2 separate regions of the Zea mays genome follow, and region 2 is linked to region 1. Evidence: chromatin contacts called from public Hi-C data. All regions are on one chromosome and are shown on one strand. The core of a region is the stretch at or near the end of the contact, and the rest is flanking DNA. Distances in the headings are between cores, read along the strand shown. Region 1 holds the start of LOC100273417 (V-type proton ATPase subunit E3). Region 2 holds the start of LOC100191225 (AMSH-like ubiquitin thioesterase 2).

Region 1 (6,566 bases), core at 2,581-5,080:
GCACCAGCATCGCCACGCCGAACCGCGCCGCCGCCACCAGCAGGAACGGTTCCGCCACAGCCACCGCCGCCGCGAGATCGTCGTTGGTGGCGGTGGCATCAGCAGCAGCGGCACCGTGTCCCTTCATCTGCACAAACAATGACGGACGTACTAAAAGATTATTAGGTGTGTGAACCGAAGGCATCCGGCATAATAAATGACGGTCAGAAATGCATAGATTCCCAACAAAGGACGCCCGCCCGGCGGCCCCGTGATAGATGAAACAAGACGCGCGCGCAGCAAATGCATGCATATGGAGTGCACGTACGCGTGTGCACTGTACAGCAGGCGGCTGCCCTGCGCATGGCCACGGGCTGGTGCGGTGCGCTGCGTGGACACGGCCAGCACTGAGCCGCGGTGCAGAGTGCTGACTGGTCTTCAATGCTTGTCAGGCTTAACTGCTTAAGCCATTCACAAGCAGGCGAGCCGGTCGTCACCCATACATGGAGTGGAGTGGCAGAGGCTTCAGGCTACACTGGAGGAGCCGTTTGGTCATCCGGCCTATTCAAATTTATTCATGCCGTTCGTTTTTATGGATTAAAGTCAGACAAAACATTTCAGATTAAAGCCAAGGAAACAACACCTAAATTCTTTGGATGACCAATAATCCAAAACGCTTCCTTCTGAACGGATTAATTTGTGATCCACAAAACAACACCGGGTGTGTAGTATGAGCTCGATCGAGCCTGATGGTAGCTTGGCAGCCGTTTCAAACTGTGCATTGTTTGTCACAGGTTGCCTTGAATGTCGTGGAAACACACACTTGACCCTGGTTTTTGGCCAATCCTGGTTGCCTGCACGACGGCAGATCAAGCTGGAGCTTTCAGGCAGTCGCACGATCGCACACTCCTTTCCTCCACGGGAGTTTAATCGGCTTCCGACCGTCTCCGGCGGACCGTGTGATCACGTAAAATATTGTTTCACTGTACTGTAGAGTGTAATGTTTTATGGAGTAGTGGAATTGAAGGTGGGATAGAAAAGCCACATCCCATCTGTCTGTCTATCTATCTACCTACATATCTACGCTATGAAAAACAATTTAGAGTGGTCGTCCAACAGCATGCATGACAACACAGCAGGGCGAGGACAGCAAGTTCTTTTCTGCTTGGTTATATTAACACTACTCCTACAGTACTAGGCAGCGATGCATAATATGGACACTGATGAGAAGCGGAGAGTTGTAGACCTTGAGGATGGCAACGGAAATGGAGACCTGGATGCCCTGCTGCAGGAGCACCCCTTTGACGACGTCCTTCCTGGAGGCGACGTTCTTGGTCTCCTCGTCCCGCCTCGAGTGCAGCCTGTACCTGTCCAGCACCGCGGTACGCGCCAGCAGCGCCTCGTAGATCCCCGCGTACACCCAGTACACGGCCACCGGCGCCAGCGTCACCACCAGCTCCTCGCCGCTCATCATCATCCACCACATCGCCGCGCCGGACGTACTTCGCGTGGTACGTCGCGAGTAGCTATAGCTCTAGCGCGCTGGCACCCGCCTCCTCCGCCGTCGCCGCCGGCAAAGCAAGAGGACTAGAGGAGTGATGAGAAGCGGCCTAGGCGCCTAGCTGAAGAGAACGGATGGATCTAGCTCTAGCCATATATGCTAGTTGCTGTCAACGCGCGCGCATCCGAGCCCCTGTGTGTAGTAATGTGTTGTGCGTGCTTGCAACCCTTTCAGCCTCTTTGACAGCTTTTGCGCTCGAGCTCCACCGTGCTAGCTGTTGTTGCATTCTTATCGGTTCCGAGGTGGCGACTGGCGAGGTGGCCACGACGGACCGGGAACGCGCGTGACGCGACCCTAGGGAGAGGGACTTGGGCGCGCCTGGCATGAATGCGCCAGGCAATATCGTAAGGTAGAAATTGTTCAGATGCGAAAAGGGCACGCTGCGAGAGCGCGAAAAAAACACCTTTCAACGCGTGTCATTTTATTACATACCAAAAAAAAACAATATCCCCATTCAACGAGTACAACGTGTTGGAACTGAGTGACTGTATTGATCGGATGTACAGTGGTTACTGAAAGCACATGTTTCTGATTGTGTGGGAGGGCATAATAATCCTTTAATAATGATTGTTCCATCCCACAAGGGCTGAGCTAGCTCAAGTTTAAAACATAATCTAGGCTAGCTTTATTATGTGGTGTAGATATACTTGAGTCGCGACAATATAATATTTTGCTAAAGAGTTTATGGATTTTATCGGGCCCCAACAAAACAGGTGGATCCGCGTGTGGCTCTTTTTTTAGGGACGAGACTAGAAGCAACTCTAAAAAAAATGTTCTCCAAAACGTTTTATTGGGGTTGTTGCTAAAAAATATTTCTTAAAAAAAGCTAAACCCACAGCAGACGGCTAATACATAATCCCAAATACTTTTGAAACAACTAGTATCCTGTCTTTAGTTGGCATTTCGTCGAACATGTAAACTACATGCGGTAGAAAGCTAACAGTACAAGCAATAAGAACACGTATTTATTTCTTCCTGTGCCTCGCCGGCCGGTCAGCGTGCTCATTTGTCCCCATGTGGATCGACCATGGCCAGGTCAGCGTGCTCATTTGCACGGCCAGGACCCCAGGGGTTGCAAGACGACCGCGGGGCTAGAGGAGGCAACGTCGAGGACTACTTTGCGGAGGAGCCGGCGGCGCGGCAGGCCGTGTAAAAAGCGAAGGCGAGTAGGGGCGATTGGGGAGGATCTGTGACGCTCAAATTTGCGGGAGGGCAGGAAATGGATGAGGGAAGCAAAAAAAATGGGTATAGTTGTTGCACAAACGGTCGGCCCGGTTCCGCACGGCACGGGCCGGCCCGACGGATAATCAGGCCATGCCCGATCGGCCCGCGTGTCGCAGCTACGGTCCAATCACGGCATACCGGCCTAGTAGCTATGCTGGGCCGATCCGTTAACTTGTTCATGTTGTGTTGTTAAATCAGGAAAAATAGTAAAAAAAACTATACACAAGTGAGGTTTTAAACCCACGACCTCTCTACAAGGCTGAAAACGCTACATGAAGGAGACTAACATGTAAAACTTACATCTAGTGCATTTGTTGTAAAAATAGCAATTATAAAATCTAAATATATATACTATGTTTTATAAAATAAAAAATATAATCGTGTCGGACCGGACTGGCACTGCGGGCCGATGCAATGGCGTGCCGGGCCCGGTCTGGAACTATTAAATGAGTTGTGCTTTGGGCCGGTCCGTTAAACACGACCCATTTGGCCATCTATAAATATAAATATGGGGAGAAGAGGGAATGGTTGGAGGGCTCAAAATGTGTTTTTTCCTTAAAACGTTTTTGGGTTGGTTTAGGTGATTTCTTGGAGATACCCTAAGAGCATCTACAACAACGACCTATAAAAAAACTCTATAATTTAAAAATGAGTATAATTTATATAATTTAGGGCATCAACAAAACACACCGCTCTAACAGTAAAGCCTCAAATATAGATTATATGACAGCCCACTATAGTGTATTTGAGGCACTTGAGAATGTATCTTATAGTTTTTTGATCAAATTTTATGAAATGAGGCACTGTTGTAGTTATTTTTTCAGTGTAAAACTCTATATTTTAATTTAAGACATTAGCTTGAGATATTGTTGGAGATACTCTGATGTAAAAAACTGGTCAGACAATGACCGGAAGCAATGATAAAGATCACGGAACCATGGACCGGGTTCACGAAATAATGGTATCACATACAGACAGGCAGCGGCAACCAACCCGATCACGTTGCCCCCGCGCGGCTAGACGCCTAGACTAGCCCCACGACCTCCACCTCGACCAGTCTCGATCCCGTGGACTCCCGATTGCCTCCTCAGCAACTTCCATACCCCCAGCGCGGCGGTGCCGGAGCGAGCAGAGCAGCCGGAGGGCCTGTCGGATCCGCCGCCGTCAAGATGAATGACGCCGATGTATCCAAGCAGATCCAGCAGATGGTGCGGTTCATCCGCCAGGAGGCCGACGAGAAGGCCAACGAGATCTCCGTCTCCGCCGAGGAGGTCAGTTTACCCTGCCTGCCGCTTCCTCACCCTCCTAGAAGCTTCCAGAAGCTTCTAGATGCTTGTCTCTGTACTCTCAGCTGCCCGATCTGGCTGACGCGCTCCATGATCCCGAAGCATCTGGGAGAGCCGGCTTTAGCTGCTCGATTGTTTTAACGCTTGGTGCTTCGCTTATTGTGTACGAGATCCGTAGTCCCAAGCGACAAAGGCCCCCAGTTCCGAGGCAGATCGAGGAGAGTTTGGAGTTGGGTTAGCGGCTCTAGGGCTTTGGGCTTGTTACGCTCATGGTGGGTGGTGAACATTGTAGAGAGTTCTAGATCGCGGAGGTTTTGTGCCTCCAACCCTCCACGCTTTTGAGTTGGTATTCACGCCATTCTCTACCGACTGGCATAATTCTAGGGCTCCTGTATAACTGTAGTCAGACGAGGTATGTTTTCGGAGCTCACAAATGGTTCACATGCTTCCTGAATGTTCTGGAAACAAAATTGGAGCTTAAGCTGAATTGGGAACTCCTAAGACGTGATTCTCATCCTTCATCTAGAAGCTAAATGATCTTAAGCTGAATCACTCCATTTCTCCTCTTGATTAATTCTATGTCATTCCCTTCAAAGGGAACGTCTCATGCTTGGATGCCCAATTTGTCTTCTGGCTTGGTTCTAGGAGTTATGCTTCAAAAGTTCAAATAGCTTTCTGAAAATAAGAGTGTAACCCCTGATATCAAAAGTTCAAACAACTAATCACAACTTCTGTATGTCCGGTACCTAATTACCTAAGCCATTAACCATGTATCACTTTTTAAGGTGTCTTCTATTTTCTCGTTGTAGTGTAGACATTGAAGTAACTGTACTGGAAGATGCGATCTGATCGATACCAATTTTGGTTGGTTGCTTGATGAATTGCTAGTGTGCTAGACACTGGACGACAAATTTACTTGTTGGAGGGCTTCTACAATCATGCATATTCATGTATTTTCCTTTTTGTCTTTGCTGCCAACTTATGAACACAGTGTACCAATTAAATTCAATGTATGAGATCACATGCGTGTATGATTAATATACTGATTCTGCTACAGTGTAGTAGAATATGATGGACCATTATGTTCAACCTCCATTGGTAGAATACACCTGCCAAACATTCAAAATCTTGACTAATAATATGTATAAACTATAAAGATTACCTATTTACTTGTGTGAAAAACACATTGCTAGACCTATCTTTTAAAAAATGCTTCCATAAAAGTACATTTGTTATTGTAGATCGGCATGAAAAAAGTAGCATGCACAGTTTAGTCTTGAAGAATGAAGATCATAAAAAACTAAACAATACAAGAAAACATTCACTTTGTGTGCTATATTTGGGTTGAGGAAATAGTAGTGTGTTCCCTGGGGCCTGGATATACATGTGCTGCCTTAATGTTTGATTTCATGAAAATAGTCATGTATTGAAGTCTTTGCACAATATATACACCTCTTTTCGTTGCTATTTCCACACCCAACTTTTGCCTGATTATTCATGTTTATGCATTTGGATGGAAGTCGAATGTGAGTTAATTATTAACTATACTGCCAGTAAATTGTGTCAGAGATTTAGGTTTATCATTAGAACAGTAGCATCCTCTGTGCCCACATCCTCAGGCCGGACCAGGCCAAAAAAGGTCCACTTTTGCTATGACCCGAGCCCACCTGCTGCATGGCCCAATGAACTGAAGAAGACTTGGCGAGGGCATAGTGGCGCCCTGTGGCAGACGGCTGGATCCGGCACGTCTTGTGCTCCATGGTGACGTGCCTCTGCCTCTTGTCGGCCCTGTGTGCCCAGGGACAACAGGATCTGGAGCAGTTGATGTAGATTTTCTCCTGGTGGCAGACACAGAGCTCCTGCCATCTTTTGTCAGTTCAAGCTTGTCTAGCGCTGGAGGTGCTTCACGGCTAGTGGCTTGAGGATAGATTGAACGCGACTACAAGAGTAAGAGACAGGAGTCGGAGGCAGCCTGTGGAGAGGCAAGGGAGCAGAAAGCTTATAAGAGGCTAACGTGGGCCATAGGGTTGGGCACGGTGTGGGTGGCATATATGTGATAACGATGGGTTTCTGTTGTTGGGCTACTGCTGGGCCACATGTGGGATGGTAAGCCAGTGGTATTTTTCAATTAAGTTTTCCTATTCTGGCTGTCCGGTCGGCCCGTTGAAAATCAGGTCTCTCAGCCTGACCTAACATTTTCTTTGGCTTAATAATGATGGTCTGCGCTTGCCCGCCATATTGATTGGGTTGGGTTGGGTCGGTTTCTTTTGTGCAGGTGGGATCATGTTCGTCAGGTTAGGTGGTGCACGATCATGTCTACTTTATTTAAACATACCTCTAAAATGTTTCATGTGGTGCATGATCAGGTCTACTTTATTTAAATATACCTCTAAAATGTTTCATGTGAATGTATACGGTTATTGTTGTGCAGGCAGTGTCTGAAATTGATCAAAATAAGTCAGTATACAACCGAAACACTTGATTCATGTTTGGATAGTGCACATAGATTCATGTTT
Region 2 (6,830 bases), core at 43-2,542, 230 kb after region 1:
AATTTCTGGCAAATGCTGCATTGTTTGTTGCCTATCTTAAGGCGATGGGCAATGGCGAGCAAATCATGCATATGACCATATAAAACATTGTATTCCGTTATAGACTGTATTATTTACAGAGTGAAGTTTGAAACGAGAGAGAAAGATAAATAAGCTCCATCACAAGGTCTCTTACCGATATTGTTGTAAAAAAAAAGGCTCCTACGGCTCAGTTTCAACATTTTCCATAATCGCTGCACTCCCAAATCCACTTTTGCTGACCCCAGCTGTTGACTTTAGTTACAACTTTTTGGGCGAGTGAATATGATTTTTGGCCGTGCCCTTTCACATGAAGGTTTTGTTTGGGTACTTTAGTATTGACCCAAATTTACATTTGTTGAGGTGGATTTAAGTGTAAATTAGTTTAAGTTACACTTTATTCCACAACACATGTGGATTGAGGTCAATACTAAATTACCCAAACTAGTCGAAAGCTTTTGAAAACCAAAATGTTTATGGGACAAGTTTGACTGGTGTAGAAATGGTGAGGGCATTTGCTTTCTGGTAAGATTTGCGGAAGTTAGAATCAACGTGCCATCCCACACCGCCATACGCATAGCTTCCTTCCCCTCCACTCAACGCCCTGCGCGTGGGCCCTGTCGCACGCGGAGCCCACGCGGCAGTGGCCCATGCAGTACTGCAGGGGATCCCGATCCTCAACGCCCTCTCCCTTTTGCGATGCGTTAACGGCTGACCTGGCGATGACAGGCAACAATAGCGCCAAGCCAACGGTCAGTCGATCGATCCCATGCCGGTATGCCGTCCCCTCCTCGATTCTTCCCCAGATTATTATTATTAACCGATGCACCGCACCCAGCATCGCCGTCAGGAGCGTGAGCCCCATGCGCCGGCGCCGAAAGCGCGCCGGGCCGACACCTCATCATCCCCTGATCCGCACCGCGGCGCTGCACTCCGCTGCAGCTGCCGACGTCGCTGGCTCACCTCGCCGAGCCAGCGCAACCGTGACCGTGACCGGCGTCCCGCTGACCCGCCCTTCGGTCCAGCGCCCCCGGACTTTTTTCGTCCCTATATCCAGAACTCTCCATTGCTTTGCTCTCAGTCTCCCACCCGCCCAGGCCAGCGCCCCTCTTTCTCTTTGTGATGTGGGCGGCATGCACTGCACGATAGCGACGTGGCGCGCCCATCCAATTCCGTGAGCCCATCCAGTTCGTGTTCGCGTAAGAATAACGGCAGCCAGCCACAGCCCACAGGCCCCCAAGGACTCTCGTCGCTCGCCTTTCCCCCAACTTTCTCCCCCCGCTCGGCCATACGGCCACTCGCCTCGCCTCGCTGAAACCAATCGCCTCTTCTCTCCCTCTCCCTCTCCCTCCAATGCTTCCCACCGATCGCTCCTGAAGCGGCTCAACTGCTCCAGATTTTCTCGAGGTGAGTGAGCTCTGTCTCGTGACCGATGACCTACTTTGCGGAAGTTGACACTGCCCAGCCGCGAGATTCGCGGTCCGCTAGGCGTGAGGTCGTGCTTATCTGGTTGGCTTTTAGGGTTTAACTTCTAGCGGGGAGGCTCGGCGGGGAGCTAAGGATTGGTACTACTTTCCGTGGCTGTTTCTGGGGTGGTTAGTGATGAAGAGGTCGTTCTTAATTCGAATTATTGTTGGACTATTACTTTTGTTCGGCGCAGGTTGGTTTTCTGTTGTTTGAAGCAGCGCAGAGTCTTCAATTGCTATGCATTTGTTTATGGGACCTGCTAGAATTTGTGCCTGAACTTTAGCTTAGCTTTCTTTCAGGCAAAGGTTACTGTTGTAGTTCGGTTCTGATAATAAAAAAACTCGTCGGATGAAACCATAAGCTCGACAAAGTATGATCCGTGTTTGGAACAAAGACAATTAACAATTATTTCAATAGTCAAACAAGGACAAAAAAACTAATATGTTATACAAAGATGAATAACAAATCAAAAAACTCGGCCAGGGAGGAAAAAACCGCCCTCTCCTGTATTATATTAAGAAGAGTCCGAAACATGGTCCTGACCGAGAAACTCCCCTCACCCTGGTACCCCATCACTAGCGGGTCATCACCGCCCAGTCTGCAACGGCACAACCGAAGGGTGGCATGCAAGACGTAACCCAGAGCGGGCGCGACACATCGAGGGGATTTTTTTAACCAAGCCCGAACTTCGCCCCCAAGGGGAATCGAACCCACGGCCTAGAGGTGCTACTCGGAAGCCTTAATCATTACGCTCCTGAATCATCTTAAAATTCAGGCACTTAATATAGGAGAAGTGTTTATTTATTAGAAAAGAAAATGGTGTACCTGCCCTGAACTTCATCGATTGCTCGCCAATGTTTTTGTTAGTTCGCTTAAATGATGTTCAACAATAGCAATGCTCTGGTGTTGTCACTTGTTAGATGCCTTATCAAACTGCTGTCATTTCTTTCCAGATCCTCGACTCTTTTGTCTTCAGTATTTCTAAATGTTCGATATTTTTGTAAAAAAAAAAATTGCAGGCTGAAATTTTGGTGTCCTTGCTCAGCCATGGGTAGTAGGAGGTATGCAGTGCTTTACCTTCTGTAGCGGTCGACAATTTTGTTTATGATACATCATGACATGATCAATGCAAAATTGGCAGATATGACATTGATACGAGGAGATGTGGGATCCACTCAAGACCAACCAAATCAATGTATCTGGATGCTCAACAAATCGTCAGCTGCCAAACTAGAGTGGGAGACCACGATGTTGGTTCCTGTGCTGTGAAGCATCACTTCCCGTCTCCAATCGTATCTTGGATAGAAGATCTTTCCAGCTTTGGCAATGCTTCTTTTAATCCTGTCTCTGAATATGTGGATGAGCAAGCCAGAGCTTCAGTGGGACAGTCTTCAGCATCAAGTAATTTGCATGACATGCAAATAGTACGTTCTCTTTCGTTCCCCATCATTTTCTTTTAAGAATATACAGTGTTTCTTGGAGGATGGTAAGACTGAAGATTGAGATGAAATAACATCCTTACATGTTATTCAGTCAGTGAGATTGACAGCCGAATTCATGGAGCTTGCAAAGGAGAATACAAGCAATAATCTAGAGACTTGTGGAATTCTTGGTGCTTCATTTGTAAGTGAAGCGGGCAACAAGTTACCTATGTGACAAGAATACCTAATTGTCAGATTAGATCTTGAGTATTTTATGTTTCTATGCAGAGGGATGGAACTTATTTTGTCACGATGTTGATTATACCAAAGCAAGAAGGAACTGCTCACTCAGTATGTCAGTAACTGAGTGGTTTCTAACATTATTCTTAATATATTTTTGTTAGTTTATTATATGTCATGACAACTATCTAGCTATCCCATTCTGAAGTCTTCCTTTCTTTTCCAAATAGTGTCAGGCTGTTAGTGAGGAGGAGATACATGCCGTGTTATCAGAGCAGTCACTTTATCCTGCAGGGTGGATTCATGTATATATTCTAGCATTTCCCTACTTCATGAAATTTCTCTTAAATGCACGTACAAGTTACATGCTTCGTATAATCTGAAAAGATAAATAAGCTGATACATGTGCAAGATGATTTCCTTGTTGCAGCATGTACTGTGTTAGATGTTTTCCTTGTTGCAGCATGTAATCTCATTCATCATTTACACTTAGTTTTCTTTCTTTTTTATTGCAGTTGAGAGCCGAGCCTTTTTTTCATTTTGTCTTGCTGCAATTCTTTTTTTTTGTGAATGAAGCAGGAGAGCTGCGTGTCATTTCATTAAGATAGAAAGAGTATAAAACGAGTTGGATTTTGAAAGAAGCCCAACTCGCCGTAAATAACCGAACACACTCCCACCCACACTGAAAAAAGGGAGGGGTGGGAAGATACATGACCAGGACCTGAACAAACTACTCCAAACACTGGGTAATCTGGACCAACGACCTTGCTAGCAATTCATTCAGCTTTGATGCTTCAGCCATACACCACAAACTGCATTCATCATCTATGGTCTGAAGAAGGGTATGGATATTAGACAGCCCCTTCAAACACACAAGAATTCCGGTGCTTCCACACAAGGTTTTCAAGTCAGTAAGTCGAGTCGAGTCGACAAGGTACCGACTTGGTGACTAGTCGATAAGTCAGTCGACTAGTCGTGGACTTGCCAATATAGTGGCTGTTTTGCCTATATAATGGCTTCATATAGACAATATATCAATTATATATGAAGAAAGAGGATGTTTTACCTCTTTTGAAGTTTGAAATTGAACGAAACTGAAATAAACAGCAAGTCTTACCTCATTTGAAGCCTCAAACTGAACCAAATCAGCCACATAAGTGATAAGTCATAAACTCATAAGTCATAACAGTCATATAGTTCAAATTGGAAAACAAATAGCAAGAAAATATAGTTCAAACTTGAAAGGAAATAAACTCCATTAGATCTAAGCTGCTGTTGTAGCTAGATAGATACTAGATACCCTAAATATCTCCCAAATCAAGATCATCCATTGCATTTTCTTCACCACCAGCACCAGCTTGAGTTGGACTGTTATGTGGGGATTCACCAAAGTCATCCACTTCTTCATCATAATTAGACATGTACTCTTCGTCATCTTGTTCATTGCCCTCATTGCCTTGCTCTTCCTCTTCCATAACTCTCTCCTCCTGTGTAGCAGCAGCTTGACAACGCCTTGAATAAACAGACTCATATCGGGCTCTTCTTGGGAAGTTGCGACCTTGAAGTGAACTAGAAGCACCGATTGCATCATCCACATGAGCCCATGCAAGATCATCCCCTTCTCTAATTGTTTCATTTTGACTGTCCACCCAACAAGGTGCTGCTTCAACCTTCTAACACTTGCATGAACAATTTTTCCACAAAGGATGCACTTCACCACATCTTTTTTGTTCAAATCCGGCCAATAACAATAGTTCTATGTCGGATCCTTCGATTTTGCCTTTCTCTTAGGATCTTTAGCTGGATCATATGGCTGCTGGCTTCCTGACTCCCCTTGTGGTCGATCTGCAGATGCATCTTCCATATCCCTAGAGCTTGTTGTGACTTGTGAGGGCGGCGCAGGTTGCCGAGACTTGTCAGGGCGTGCAGAGGGGCGGCACAGGACTCACCACCAGAGGCTTCGACGGCCAGAGGTGGGCGGCGGCCAGAGGAGGGCGGCGTAGGCCTCGACGGCTGGAGGTGGGCGCCTGGGCGGCGGCCAGAGGAGGGTAGGCGGCCAGAGGAGGGCAGCGGGCAGAGGTGGGGCTGGAGGTGGGCGGCCGGTGGCGGGCAGAGGAGGGCCTGGCGGCGAGCAGGACGACGTGAGGGACTAGAGGCGGCTGTTGGGTTTAGGGTTTATGGTGTGTAATGGACTAATGGGCCTTTCTGATGTTTGGGACGAATTAGGGGCAAGTCGGCCGACTAGTTCGACCAAGTCGACGACTAGTCGACTAATATATTCCAGTCGCTGGCAAGTCGACCGACTTGCCAGAAAAGTCGAGCCGAGCTCCCAAGTCGGCCTCCCATGACCGACTGGACGACTAATCGACGACTTGAAATCAGGGGTTCCACACCTCCCATAAAACGAGAATAATGAGCGAGTTAAGCCCTTTCGCCATCTCCTTTGGAACTCATGTAACAGCCTTTCTTCTAATCAGTGAAATTTGCTGTTCTCGCCCTTTCCGCATCTCCTTTGGAACTCATGTAACAGCCTTTCTTCTAATCAGTGAAATTTGATGTTCTCTTGTTAATTTTGAGGGAGAAAATGTTCATCTATTTAGCATTGGAGTTCACTTTTAATACAGATGAACAGAATATATTTAGTTCATATAGAAACTAATAATAATAATAATCAAGATAAACGTTCAGAACAGTCACTTTATCGCTACATTCGAACATGTTTCAGCAATTATATTGAACTGATAACATTCATCGCAGAAAGTACTACAGATAAGTATATAACATGCCTTTCTTGCATTAGCCATATCGAGGAGCAGTATAAAATGTACTGGATTCTTTCTGGGAACAGTAACACGCTGACTTTGGCATCTGCCCCTTAATAGTATGATAGTTGCATGTCTCACATGAAATGAGAATTAACATGGTATTATTGTTACCTTGGATCCTTCAGAATAAGCGGCAAGTAGAAATTTCATTAGCTATTCTATATATTGTGTTTGCTGTTTCGAAAACGCTGCAGAAATAAGATGCATGTCATAAGGAGTAATCTACTCCCTCTGTTTCAAATTGTAAGTCGTTTTAGCTTTGTCTTAAATTAAAGTTGCCTAACTTTGACTAAGTCAGAAAAAATATATTAATATTATAATACCTAATAAATGCACTATCAGAATATATTTCATGTGTATCTAATGAATCTTATTACTTGTTGTAGATATTTGTGCATTTTTCTATAGACTTGGTCAAAGCTAGACAAGTTTGACTTAAAATAAAGCTAAACTACTTACAATTTGGAAGAGAGGGACTACCTATATAGAAAAGGATGAAGAAAGAGTGATATCATGTCAATCAAATTCAACTTGTTTTATTACTGCAGAGCATGGACCTCATCTTTTTTTACTATTTGCACATTCTTGCTCTTAAATTCTTTTCTAGTGTTCTTAGAGGCTTGGAAGGAATGGTCATTTTCTTTAACTGTTCCTGAGAATTGACGCCTTCTTCACCTTTTCCAGACTCATCCTTCACAAACATGCTTTCTATCATCGATCGACTTGCATACTCAATACTCTTACCAGGTAATTAAAGAAGCTGTGCTGAGTTGATCTATAAAAGGAGGTGTTTTTTATATTAAAAATGATAGGACTTCTATAGTATTCATTTTTTTATGTGACAACTTCTGCTTGAATG

Evidence for each region. Hi-C and Micro-C count contacts between places; a contact is called where the count stands out from the background.
Region 2: a Hi-C map of leaf shows a contact between it and region 1, with 4 times the contacts expected there. The contact joins the promoter of LOC100191225 here to the promoter of LOC100273417 in region 1. A contact is called at or near these places in 15 of 25 Hi-C or Micro-C datasets (bundle sheath, ear, endosperm and 5 more) and 2 of 3 datasets of contacts at active chromatin or transcription factors (leaf and seedling).

What each region holds. Positions count from the first base shown.
Region 1 is chr8:152,113,682-152,120,247 of Zm-B73-REFERENCE-NAM-5.0, forward strand. It overlaps LOC100273417 (V-type proton ATPase subunit E3), which reads left to right and starts at 3,831. Exons shown (of 6, transcript NM_001147854.1): 1 at 3,831-4,035. The coding sequence starts at 3,934. It overlaps LOC103636134 (sphinganine C4-monooxygenase 1), which reads right to left and starts at 1,737. Exons shown (of 2, transcript XM_008658493.2): 1 at 1,226-1,737; 2 at 1-127. The coding sequence starts at 1,465.
Region 2 is chr8:152,348,113-152,354,942 of Zm-B73-REFERENCE-NAM-5.0, forward strand. LOC100191225 (AMSH-like ubiquitin thioesterase 2) reads left to right here and starts at 1,293. Exons shown (of 9, transcript NM_001136659.1): 1 at 1,293-1,425; 2 at 2,505-2,546; 3 at 2,627-2,909; 4 at 3,019-3,108; 5 at 3,195-3,257; 6 at 3,377-3,451; 7 at 6,656-6,718. The coding sequence starts at 2,533. It also overlaps LOC103636137.